Linked DNA regions of Mus musculus: region 1 is linked to region 2. The links are chromatin contacts, called in public Micro-C maps. All regions are on one chromosome and are shown on one strand. Each heading gives the region's core, a stretch centred on a gene start, on an enhancer-like site or on the middle of the called end of the contact. The rest is flanking DNA. Distances are from core to core; before and after follow the strand shown.

What was found. Hi-C and Micro-C count contacts between places; a contact is called where the count stands out from the background.
Region 1: a contact with region 2 is called in a Micro-C map of embryonic stem cells, with 6 times the contacts expected there. The contact joins the promoter of 9430038I01Rik here to the promoter of Mgmt in region 2. A contact is called at or near these places in 1 of 39 promoter capture datasets (hippocampal neurons), 7 of 484 Hi-C or Micro-C datasets (LSK cells, Th1 cells, double positive thymocytes and 4 more) and 2 of 115 datasets of contacts at active chromatin or transcription factors (bone marrow-derived macrophages and microglia).

The regions. Positions count from the first base shown.
Region 1 is chr7:137,406,769-137,412,126 of GRCm38.p6, reverse strand. 9430038I01Rik (RIKEN cDNA 9430038I01 gene) reads left to right here and starts at 1,371. Exons shown (of 4, transcript NM_029886.2): 1 at 1,371-1,487. The coding sequence starts at 1,419.
Region 2 is chr7:136,890,468-136,895,863 of GRCm38.p6, reverse strand. Mgmt (O-6-methylguanine-DNA methyltransferase) reads right to left here and starts at 1,278. Exons shown (of 5, transcript NM_008598.3): 1 at 1,177-1,278.

The DNA.
Region 1 (5,358 bases), core at 122-2,621, 520 kb before region 2:
CCACTTGCTCAGGTCAACTCTGCTTGCTCAGTCCCTGCTTGCTCTGGCCCAAAGATTTATTCATTTTATTAAGTACCACTGTAGCTGTCTTCAGACGCACCAGAAGAGGGTGTCGGCTCTCATTATGAGATCTCATTTTGGGTAGTTGTGAGCCACCATGTGGTTGCTGGGATTTGAACTCAGGACCTTTGGAAGAACAGTCAGTGCTCTTACCCGCTGAGCCATTTCACAAGCCTCTGACTTTTGAATTTCTGATCCTCCTTCCTCCATCTACCTTCCTGTCTTTAAGACCCTGTTTGGTTCCTCTAGACAACACCCAGTTAACACACTAGGGAAGCACTCCAACACCAAGACACACTGCCAAGCCTTTTAAAAAATTCAATAGATTCATAATTCCAAAGATACACCAGGTAGGAAGGGTGTGTGACACGAGATTGCGACAATCCATCTCGTGTTAAACTTCACTTCCCACTAGCATTGCCACTAGCTGTCCTCGTGATGTGAAGGCTGCCATCGTCCCAGGAAGCTAACACTACACTGGAACTGGAAAAGGGGATCTTACGGTCTCTGCTCCAAGCAGCTTCTCTACTTCCCACTGGTTCAAACCAGTTCACAGGCCCACTGCTAGACAATCACTGCCAAAGAACTGGCTCTAATTTAATTCGTCAATAAAGCATGGGGGTCTGGGAGCTTTGGTAGAGAACAGTTCAGAACTTTGCGGTGGGCCCTGGAGGGAGGGAGGAGAGGGAGAGCCTATTCAAGCTGCAGCAGGAACCCTGGCATAGCTTCTGAGAAGTCAAGTGTGTAGTTTTCCGTAAAGCCAGGCCGAGAGCCACTCCGTATCCCCGACGCCTGTGGCTGTCCCTGCCCCAGGTCACGGTGTTCCTGTGTATGCTCTCGACCCGCCAGCAAAATCACAGCAGGACTCTGCCCACTAGGCCAGGTTGAGAATTCGAGTTCTCTTGTACCATAGAGCAAAACTGATAGCTGTCAGACTGCAACTCCCAAAGACAACGCCCAGCGCAGCCTCAGGCGTGCCGATTGGTCCGTGGATCTACTTATCAGGACTCAGTAACCAATCACAAGGAAGGAGAGGAGGGCGTGCCTCCCGCGGACCAAGGGTTGCCGAAGGGTGGCAAATCCTAAACAAACGCCCTTTGGGACTGACTTTGTGAACCGAGAATCGACAAGCCACTCACGGCTTGGGCTTGCGAGGCATCGACCTGTGGCTGCTGGAAGAATTACCCGCACTTCAGGCCGTAGGAGATTCGGGTTTCGGCTACTCCTGCCTGCAGCCCCTCTGCGAGGGCAGTCAGTGGAGTCTAGGCTACGCCCCACGCCTCCTCATTGGCTTCTCCAGACACGTGGTCGAGTGGTTCCCGCCTCCGAGTGGCCTGAGAGGCGGTACGTGAAGCCGCATGGACAGCCTGGCGTCGGGCCGCTGGAGACGGCGGAGGACGGAGGAGCTGCCAGCGGCAGGGGACGCGGTAAGCTCCGGGCAGGGCGTGGGCAGAGGGAGGTGGCGTCCTAGCTGGCGCGCGGGCGCCCGGGGCGAGGTCCTTCCGGATGACCGGCGGGCTGGACGTCGTAAGCCTGCTGCCGAGGCGGGGCCAGGGGCGGGGCCTGGGTGGAGCTAGGCAGAGGACAGTCCCGCCCCTCCCGCTGCGCTTGCGCAAAGATGAGGAGCTATGTGCTCCCTTGACTTAAGCTGTAGTATTCTGAGTGTTATGGAGTTCATGGATCACAACTTGCGCCACAAGTCCGCTCTGGCGATCTATCCTCATAAACAAACTGAAAGAGCCAAGTTAAAATTGGAAAGCGGGAAAAGATTTAAAACACCTAGTCGAAGAGGAACAAAGCGATTGAGGAAATCACTCCTAGTCTGACTCAGGAGTCCCGAAGTGAGACTAAAATTGAAATAGAGAGCCAAGAATATCTAAGAAGTCCGTGTCAAAAGTATAGTCTGAGCCGGGAGTGGTGGCGCACGCCTTTAATCCCAGCACTCGGGAGGCAGAGGCAGGCGGATTTCTGAGTTCGAGGCCAACCTGGTCTACAAAGTGAGTTCCAGGTCATCCAGGGCTACACAGAGAAACCCTGTCTCGAAAAACCAAAAAAAAAAAAAAAAAAAAAAAAAGTATAGTCTGGCTAGCATTGTCTAGGCTTCAGTGTCCTTTTTTTTGGGGGGGGGGGGGGCGGGGAGTGTCTTTCTCCGTGTAGCCCTGGCTGTCTTGGAATTCACTCTGTAGACCAGCCTGGCCTCAAACTCAGAAATTCACCTGCTTCTGCCTCCCAAGTGCTGGGATTAAAGGCGTGAGCCACCACTCCCACACCTTCAGTGTCATCTTGTGAAGGGGTCTGACAGAACTGTGTGAAATCTTTCTTTGAGACAAGTTACCCCCCCCCCCTCGAAGCCGCCGCTCTGGGACGCTGGCGTGAGATTCCTGGAGAAATTACCATTTCTTTGGAATCCATTGTTTGAATAGTCTGATAGTTGGTTAAGAGACAGGTCTCTGTAGACCGGTTCCATATCTGCCAAGCCTATAAATGGAGCACTATGAAAGCCCAGGTGCTTAGTCTGTAGAAGACACCTAACTTCCTGCCCCAAACCTGGGGAGAAGGCAAGGGGAAGTTAAGCATTCCTTTAAGGGAAGGTGGAAGTCTTTGGGTAGGCTAAGCTGGCTGTGCCAAGTGCTGCCCAGGAGCTGAGCCTGCAAGGCATCTGACATTGCAACAACCTCTAGAGTTCTCACTAGGTACCTGCACAGTTGAGTTACAAAAAAAAAATTACCAATAAAACAAAACAAAAGAACCCTCAATTGTTGCAGGATATTTGATCACACTCTTCAACCCTCAGATTCTGTTATTTACTGGGAAAACAGCCCTAGCACACACCTTTAAATGCAAACGTTTTTAGCTTGACTGTTGTAAACAGGATAAAACAAAGTCAGCCATGGTCAATAGGCAGAACAAGCAACAGGTGACAGGAAGTGAACATAGAAGTATTAAAACGTCATAGAGAGTAAGGAGGAAGGCAGGAAGATGGACAGAGAGATACACAGGAAGTAGAAGGACACGCAGTTAAAGGGGTTCTTTGATGAAGGTGTGGGAGAATGGCTTTTGGGGGGCATGGCTTTTGGGACATCGACTGAGGAGGAAGGCCAGCTGGGTGTTTTCTCTGTCTCTGAACAAGGAGACTTTTTGTGCCAGCATCTGGCTCCCGAGTCTTCATTGGTAAAATGTAAGGATTGATTTCCTTGCATAAACTTAAATGTACTTACACCGTAAACTTACTTCAAACTGCACTCAATGTTTTACGTAAGTTTATGGTTCTTTGTTGAGACTTAGGCATGGAAGAGGTTAGGAGTAGGCAGTTTGTTAGCAGAATGGTGCTATCTCTTCTCCTTGCATATTGACCAGTTTATACTCGGTTTTCCCCTCATTTACTACCTCTTAGTAGTTTTTTGAGACTGAGTCTTCTCTAGTTGAGGCTGTCCTCAAATTCTGTTACATAACCCAGAATGACCTGCTGCCTCCTCCCAGAGCTGAGATGACAGGTATGCAGCATTTCATTTTCCTTGCTGCTACAAGGCTGTAGACATAATGCATGCTGCTACATCTTTCCAGTCAGCACAACAAAGTGTTACTTTTATTTTAGGTTCCACTTTTGGAGACAGGATCTTTCTACCTATCCCACAGTGGCTTGAAACTTCTCCCCTTTGTAGCCCAGGCTGGTTTGGAACTCTCAATTGTTCCTATTTTAGCCTCCCCAGTGCTGGGATTACAGACATAGCCACTATTCCACCAGCAGGCAACTTTGAGGTTTTTGTTTTGTTTTGTTTCCTTTTGTTTTTTTAAAAAAGATTTATTTATTACTATACATAAGAAGACTGTAGCTGACTTCAGACGCACCAGAAGAGGGCATCAGATCTTATTACGGATGGTTGTGAGCCACCATGTGGTTGCTGGGATTTGAACTCAGGACCTTCAGAAGAGCAGTCAGTGCTCTTACCTGCTGAGCCAACTCACCAGCCCTTTTGTTTTTTTACCATAAGACTAGGGTAGGCGTGGCTTAGTGGCAAAGTAGGTACTTAATATGCACAAGGCCCTGGGTTCAATCTCCAGCAGCACCCACAAGAGAAAAAAGATGGAGCTGGGGAGATTAGCCAATGAAATTCTTTCTTGTGGTGCAAGTGAGTTCAATCCCCAGAGATCAAATGAAAAAGCCACATTTGTAACCGCAAATGTCTCTGGGGAGTCAGAGACAGGCAGATCCCTGGGGCTAGTTGATCAGAGCAGCCTAGTTTACTTGGTTAGCTGTAGGCCAGTGAGAGACTTTGTCTCAAAAAACAAGATGGATGGTGCCTGATAAATGATACCCAAGGTGGTCCCCTGGCTGCTTCTTAGCCTTTTATCTAATAATCCAGAGTGGCTTAGTTATGTAGCTTCTTGTGCAGAGGCTTTCTGTCCTCCCCCTCCCTCACCTCTGGTGCTCACATGCAAATGCATTTGTTTGGTTCCTTGTAGAGCTGAGAATAGTTTCCAGCTTCTGCCCACAGCTCTGTGCACTGTGTACTTCTGCACTTTGTACAGCTGTGCTGGCTAGTATTATGTCAACTTGATAAAAGCTAAAGTCATCTGAAAGGATGGAATCTCAACTGAGAAAATGCCTTCATAAGACCAGGCTGTAGGCAAGCCTGTAGGGCAATTTTCTTGATTAGTGATTGAAGGGGGAGGGCCTGGCCTATTGTAGGTGATGCCATTTCTGTGCTGGTGGTCCTACATTTTTATAAGAAAGTAGACTGAACAAGCCATGGGGAGCAAGTCAGTAAGCACACCCCTTCATGGCCTCTGCATCGGCTCCCACATCTAGGTTCCTGCCCTGTTTGAGTTCCTATACTGACTTCCTTTAATGATGAACTGTTAGGTAGAAATGTAAGCTGAATAAATCCACTCCTCTGCAACTTGCTTTGGTCATGATATTTTATCATAGCAATGGTAACCCTAACTAAGACAATAGCCACCAGCAGAGCTGAGAAAACACTTTGGCCAGAATCAGCATTTGCCAGTGGTTCTTAGGCAGGGCAGAGCCAGGTGGATACCAACTTCTCATAGTACTCAGTATCCTGGCCTTGTAACAGAAGTTTCTAGCACTGAGAATAGCTACAGGGGTAGCAAGTGTGGCAAATGGATAGCCACAGTGTCCCTCTGTTCCACTGGGCACCTGCTATATTCCATGCATTGCTATGGGCATTGGTGATGTGACAGCCTTGGTTAGGTGCGCCCTAGGTTCGGTTAGGTTTCCTCTACAGAAACCCTGTGCCGTTGGCACAGCATTGTAATTATTTTTCTATTGCTGTG
Region 2 (5,396 bases), core at 29-2,528:
CCTTTTGCTCTCCACAGAAAGAAGTTGCTGTACAAGACACAGCCACCTTACCACAACACCTGAGACTCTGCTTCTTAAACCATGGTAACAGCAGAAACTTCTTCAAAGACATACCACATATTAGTCAAACTCTTATTATGACAGATTTTTCCCTCTAATTGAAAAAAAAATTACTCCCATAGATCCTTGTGGCCTGGCTCCTCTAGACCTCAGACAGTACCAAACTATGTCAATACCCAGAGTGGCCCAGAGTGGGTGGAGCCTCAGGCAGGGCATTTGTGCAGACCATTCTGTCCAGCCACTCTCAGGCTCTAGGTCCTGTCAAATGCTCAGATGACATGCCTAAGCTTACAGGACACTGACCACAGGCCAGGCTTCTCACATCCCCCACACCCAGCACCCTACGACAAGTGCTGCAGATACTGAGAGACACATGAAGTTAAAATCATCTGGGATCACCTGTCAGGGAAGTGAAATGAAGAGCAGGTCTGTCTACAGAGACTCTGCAGGTTGTAGAATACCCTTTCCACAAGCTCCTGTCTGTGTCTGAGGAGGGTCCAGCCAAACGTGTGCACGCACACGTACACTCAAACCTTACTTCTCTGAACTCACAATCAGGGTCTGGATGAGGCAGCTCAGAATAAAATGTACAGAACAAAAACCTAGACCCACTGGGCGCGGAGCGAATGTACTGTTTGTTTACTCTCTGAGGTTTTAACCAGGTGTGCCTAGCACCAGCCATGATGTTGCAGGACCCCGGGGCCTGGTTATTTTCTCCTACTCTCAAGAAAGAAGGAGCTATGAGAAGTATGGGCCTACTACAAGCAGATCTGAGCTACAAGCTGAGGAGCTTCTGGAAGCTTCCTGAAAGAAAGGTGAAGCGGGATCCCCACCCCCTGGTCACCAGTGAAGGGAAAGAGTATGGCCAGGGGACCTGCATGGATCCAGCAGAGACTTGAGAAGTGTTGGGCATCTGGAGGTGTGGCAGGAGACATGCCCAGTCACCAGGCAGACTTGCCCACGAACCCCGGGGCCAAGGGAAGTAGGGCAGCCTGTACAGAAGGGGCTGAGGTCCTAGAGAAAGGAAGGAGTCCTTAGGACAACTCAGAGCCACGACTGTCTCCCTGGACTTCGGCTCTCTCCAGAGAGGGCCCCACACAGTGCCCCAAAACTCACCAGCTTGCAAACTGCAGACAGCAACGGGGAACGGTACACAAGTTTTAGGTGCCTGAGCACCAAGATCTGGCACTGAGAAATACGGGCCGCAGGCGCGTGCACGGGGTGGGGGCGGGGCCTAGCACGGGGCAGGGCCTGGTGGGCGGGGGCGGAGTCAGGGTGCAGTTGATTACTGAGCTGTGGGCTTGTAGTCCGAGGGTGTAAAGCGGGCCTGGTACGCGGGGCGTGGCTCTGGGAGCTGCCGGAAAAGGGGCGGGGAGTGTAAGCACGCCCAGTGTGTGACGCAAGGGTGCCGCTCTGTGCTTCCTCCCTGGGTGCGTGTTCCTAGAGCAGGCCTCTTCTTCCAGACCTGAAACTGGTTCTTTGCCCATCCTAGACATCAGGCCGCATCATCCCACCGGAGCTGAGCTGCACCTTCTCACCTCGACCTCACCACCCCAAGTCCCAGTTTACCCGCTGAGACATAGTCACTATTTGCCAACAGCGCGCACCCAAAGGGTGGTGGAAGAGTTAAGCCCACTAGGAATCCAGTCACTGCCCAGCTGGGCCAGGGCTTTCTTTCAGGATCTTCTTGGCACTTGGAATTGGAATGGCTCAGTAGTGGTTCAGCTAGTGTGAGTATCCAGCATCTGGTGTGAGATGACAGGATTTAAATGTTGTCCACCAAGAAAGCCTTGTTGGAATTCTCCCTCTGTACCTCATAATGGCCTTATTTGGAAAAACACGGAGGTGACACTTGAAGATGATGTCACTAGTTAGGAGAGTCCTAATCTGATATTACTGCTGTCCCTGTGAACAGAAAACTAGAAGCCAGATACACCTGTGTACCAGATGCTGTGCAGGAGGTGAGAACTACCAGCCTCCTGGACTATAAACAAATTTTCATTCTTTCAAGCCACCCACTTTGTGGTACTTGATTGGCGCCCCATGGTATCTGACTTGATTGACATAAAATCCTTAGGGAATGTTATCGTCCTAAAGCTTCAGAGAGACGTGTTGTTAACTTCAGGGTCCCATCCCAGGTGCACATATGCTAAGAACCATGCTGTGGTTTTGTTTGTTGAGACCTTCATCTTCCCAGTGTGCAGCTCTCCTGCCTGGATTTGGTCCTTACTAGTACCCTGGTTCAGTGACCTGGAGGAGCCAACATTTTACCTACCACCTTTAGAAGCGTTGCTCAAAGGTTTGTTGTATGAGGAGCCCCAGTGACTCACAGAGGCCACCATTCACCCTTTGAAGCCGCCCCTCCTCACCTCCACTGTCACCTCCTCCAGACATGCTAAGAATAACTGCTGATAGAAGATAAACGAGACTCCTAGATACATGGGATGATCAAATCAAGTCTCAGAGTCCTTCTGTGTCGTCTACGCTCAACAACTTGCTTGGATTTGTAATTACCTCAGAGACACACCTCTGGGCATTGGAGCTCCCCTCCCCCAATATGGGTGGTGTCATCTCTAAGAACTGAGATCCCAAACTGAATGAGAAGGGAACAAAGGAGAAGATAAAGAGAGCACCAGCACAACTCTCTCTGCATCCTGAGCAGCTAATTCTGCTGTCATGCTGTCCCTTCAATGATGCTCAGCCTTTCTCTGAACGAGAGCGCCCCTCTCCAGCCCTTGATTTCTTTCAGGTATTTGGTTATAGTAATGAAGTGAGTAACTAGTCCACCTCCCCAGCGCTGTGCTCAGACAGAGAGGGGTATTCTTGCCCAGGGACAAGAGACATGAAAGTTTACCCTGGGTCCTGCTCTTGCTTCTTGGTTATCTTGGGTCCTCCGGTTTATCACTCGTACAGTAATTTCATAAGAATCTGTGCTGTGCACTTGTAGACCATACGTGCATATTGCACAGGCTCCTGGGATAGCAACAGACTATTGAGTAAGGATACTATTTGCCAGGCCCCATATAGCATGATGCTACCAAGGCCCAATTAGAACTGGGATCCTAATGGAACTGAAAATGAGAAAGACCAAGATTAAATCAGAGTTCCTGTTGAGACCCCAAACAAGTACACTCTGGAGCCGATGCAATTAATATCAGAATCGTAGCTTGTTAAACTATCTGGGTGGCAGAACTGGAGAGATGGCTCAGAAGTTAAAAACACTGGCTAAGGCAAGACTACCAACCCAGATACAAAACTTTCAACCTACAAAATTTTTCCTGACTACCGTAAGCAAAGGTAGAGGAGAGAGAGACAGAGACAGAGACAGTCAGAAAGAGACAGAGAGAGAGAGATAAATGTGTAAAGTGCCATGAGAGTGAGCTTACCCCTGTCATTGCCTGGAGGGCCAGGAATCAGAAACCCAGGAAAGAGCCAGACAAGTCTGGAAATAGAAGGAGAAGAAGAAAAGGAAAGGGAAGGGAAAGGGAAAGGAGAGAGAGAGAGAGAGAGAGAGAGAGAGAGAGAGAGAGAGAGAGAGAGAGAGAGAGAGAGAAGATATCAATGGAATGATCCCTAATGATATTCTGCTACACTTATAGATAGGAATCCAGCACACCCATCATCAGAGAGGCTTCATCACCTGATGGAAACAAGATACAGAGAGCCACAATCAAACATCAGGCAGAGCTCAAGGATTCCTGCAGAAGAAGAGGAGGGGTTATAAGAACTAGATGGGGTCAAGGACACCAAAGAGAACCCACAGAACCAACTAACCTAGGCCCACAGAGGCTCACAGACACTGAAATGACAACCAGGGAGCTTGCATGAGTCTGACCAAGGCCGTCCACACATATGTTATGGTTGTGTACCTTGGCCTTCTTGTGGGACTCAGTGGGAATGGGGTGGGGGGCTGCCTCTGAGTAGTTTGCCTGATTTTGTGACTCTTTTCCTCCTACCCTTTGCTTCTTCCAGTCTTAATGTGAGAGGAGGTGCCTAGTCTTACTCTAACTTGATAGGCCATGTTTGGTTTCTGCCCATTAAAGACCTACCCTTTTCTGAAGAGAAATGGCGGAGTGACTGGGGAGAAGGAATTGAGAGGAGAGGAGGAAGGGAAACTACATTCACGACGTAATCCCTGAGAGTGGAGTAAAGACTTAATATTAAGACGAAACTATTCTCTACAACTGATGTGCAAAGATGATCCAATCTTAAGAAAGTAATAGATTGGTATCCTTTTAGAATCAAAATCTATATGTCTTAAATTAAAGTCCTACAAGAAAGCATTGTTTGAAATTTTTCATAAAAAGAGCAACAGTAGATACAATTTCCTAAACACATGAAACTCAAGAAAAATGAAGACTGAAGTGTGGACACTATGCCCCTCCTTAGAAGTGGGAACAAAACACCCTTGGAAGGAGTTACAGAGACAAAGTTTGGAGCTGAGATGAAAGGATGGACCATGTAGAGACTGCCATATCCAGGGATCCACCCCATAATCAGCATCCAAACGCTGACACCATTGCATACACTAGCAAGATTTTATCGAAAGGACCCAGATGTAGCTGTCTTCTTGTGAGACTATGCCGGGGCCTAGCAAACACAGAAGTGGATGCTCACAGTCAGCTAATGGATGGATCACAGGGTTCCCAATGGAGGAGCTAGAGAAAGTACCCAAGGAGCTAAAGGGATCTGCAACCCTATAGGTGGAACAACATTATGAACTAACCAGTACCCCGGAGCTCTTGACTCTAGCTGCTTATGTATCAAAAGATGGCCTAGTCGGCCATCACTGGAAAGAGAGGCCCATTGGACATGCAAACTTTATATGCCCCAGTACAGGGGAACGCCAGGGCCAAAAAGGGGGAGTGGGTGGGTAGGGGAGTGGGGGTGAGTGGGTATGGGGGACTTTTGGTATAGCATTGGAAATGTAAATGAGCTAAATACCTAATAAAAAATGGAAAAAATAAAGATAAAATAAATGACTATTTCTTCTTTTTTATAAAAAAAAAAAAAGAGCAACAGTAAACAGCATAAACAGAAAGAAAAAAGCCCAGCGGCTACTCTGCCAGAGGACCCGGGTTCAATTCCCAGCACCTACATGACAGCTCACAACTACTATAACTCCAGTCCCAGGGGATCCAATGGCTTCTTCTGGTTCTTCTGGCTTCCACAGGCACCAGGCACACAAATATATATATATATATGCATATATATACACACATATACATATATATATACACACATATACATATATATATACACACATATACATATATATATATACACATATACATACACACACACACACATATATATATACACACAAAACACTCATA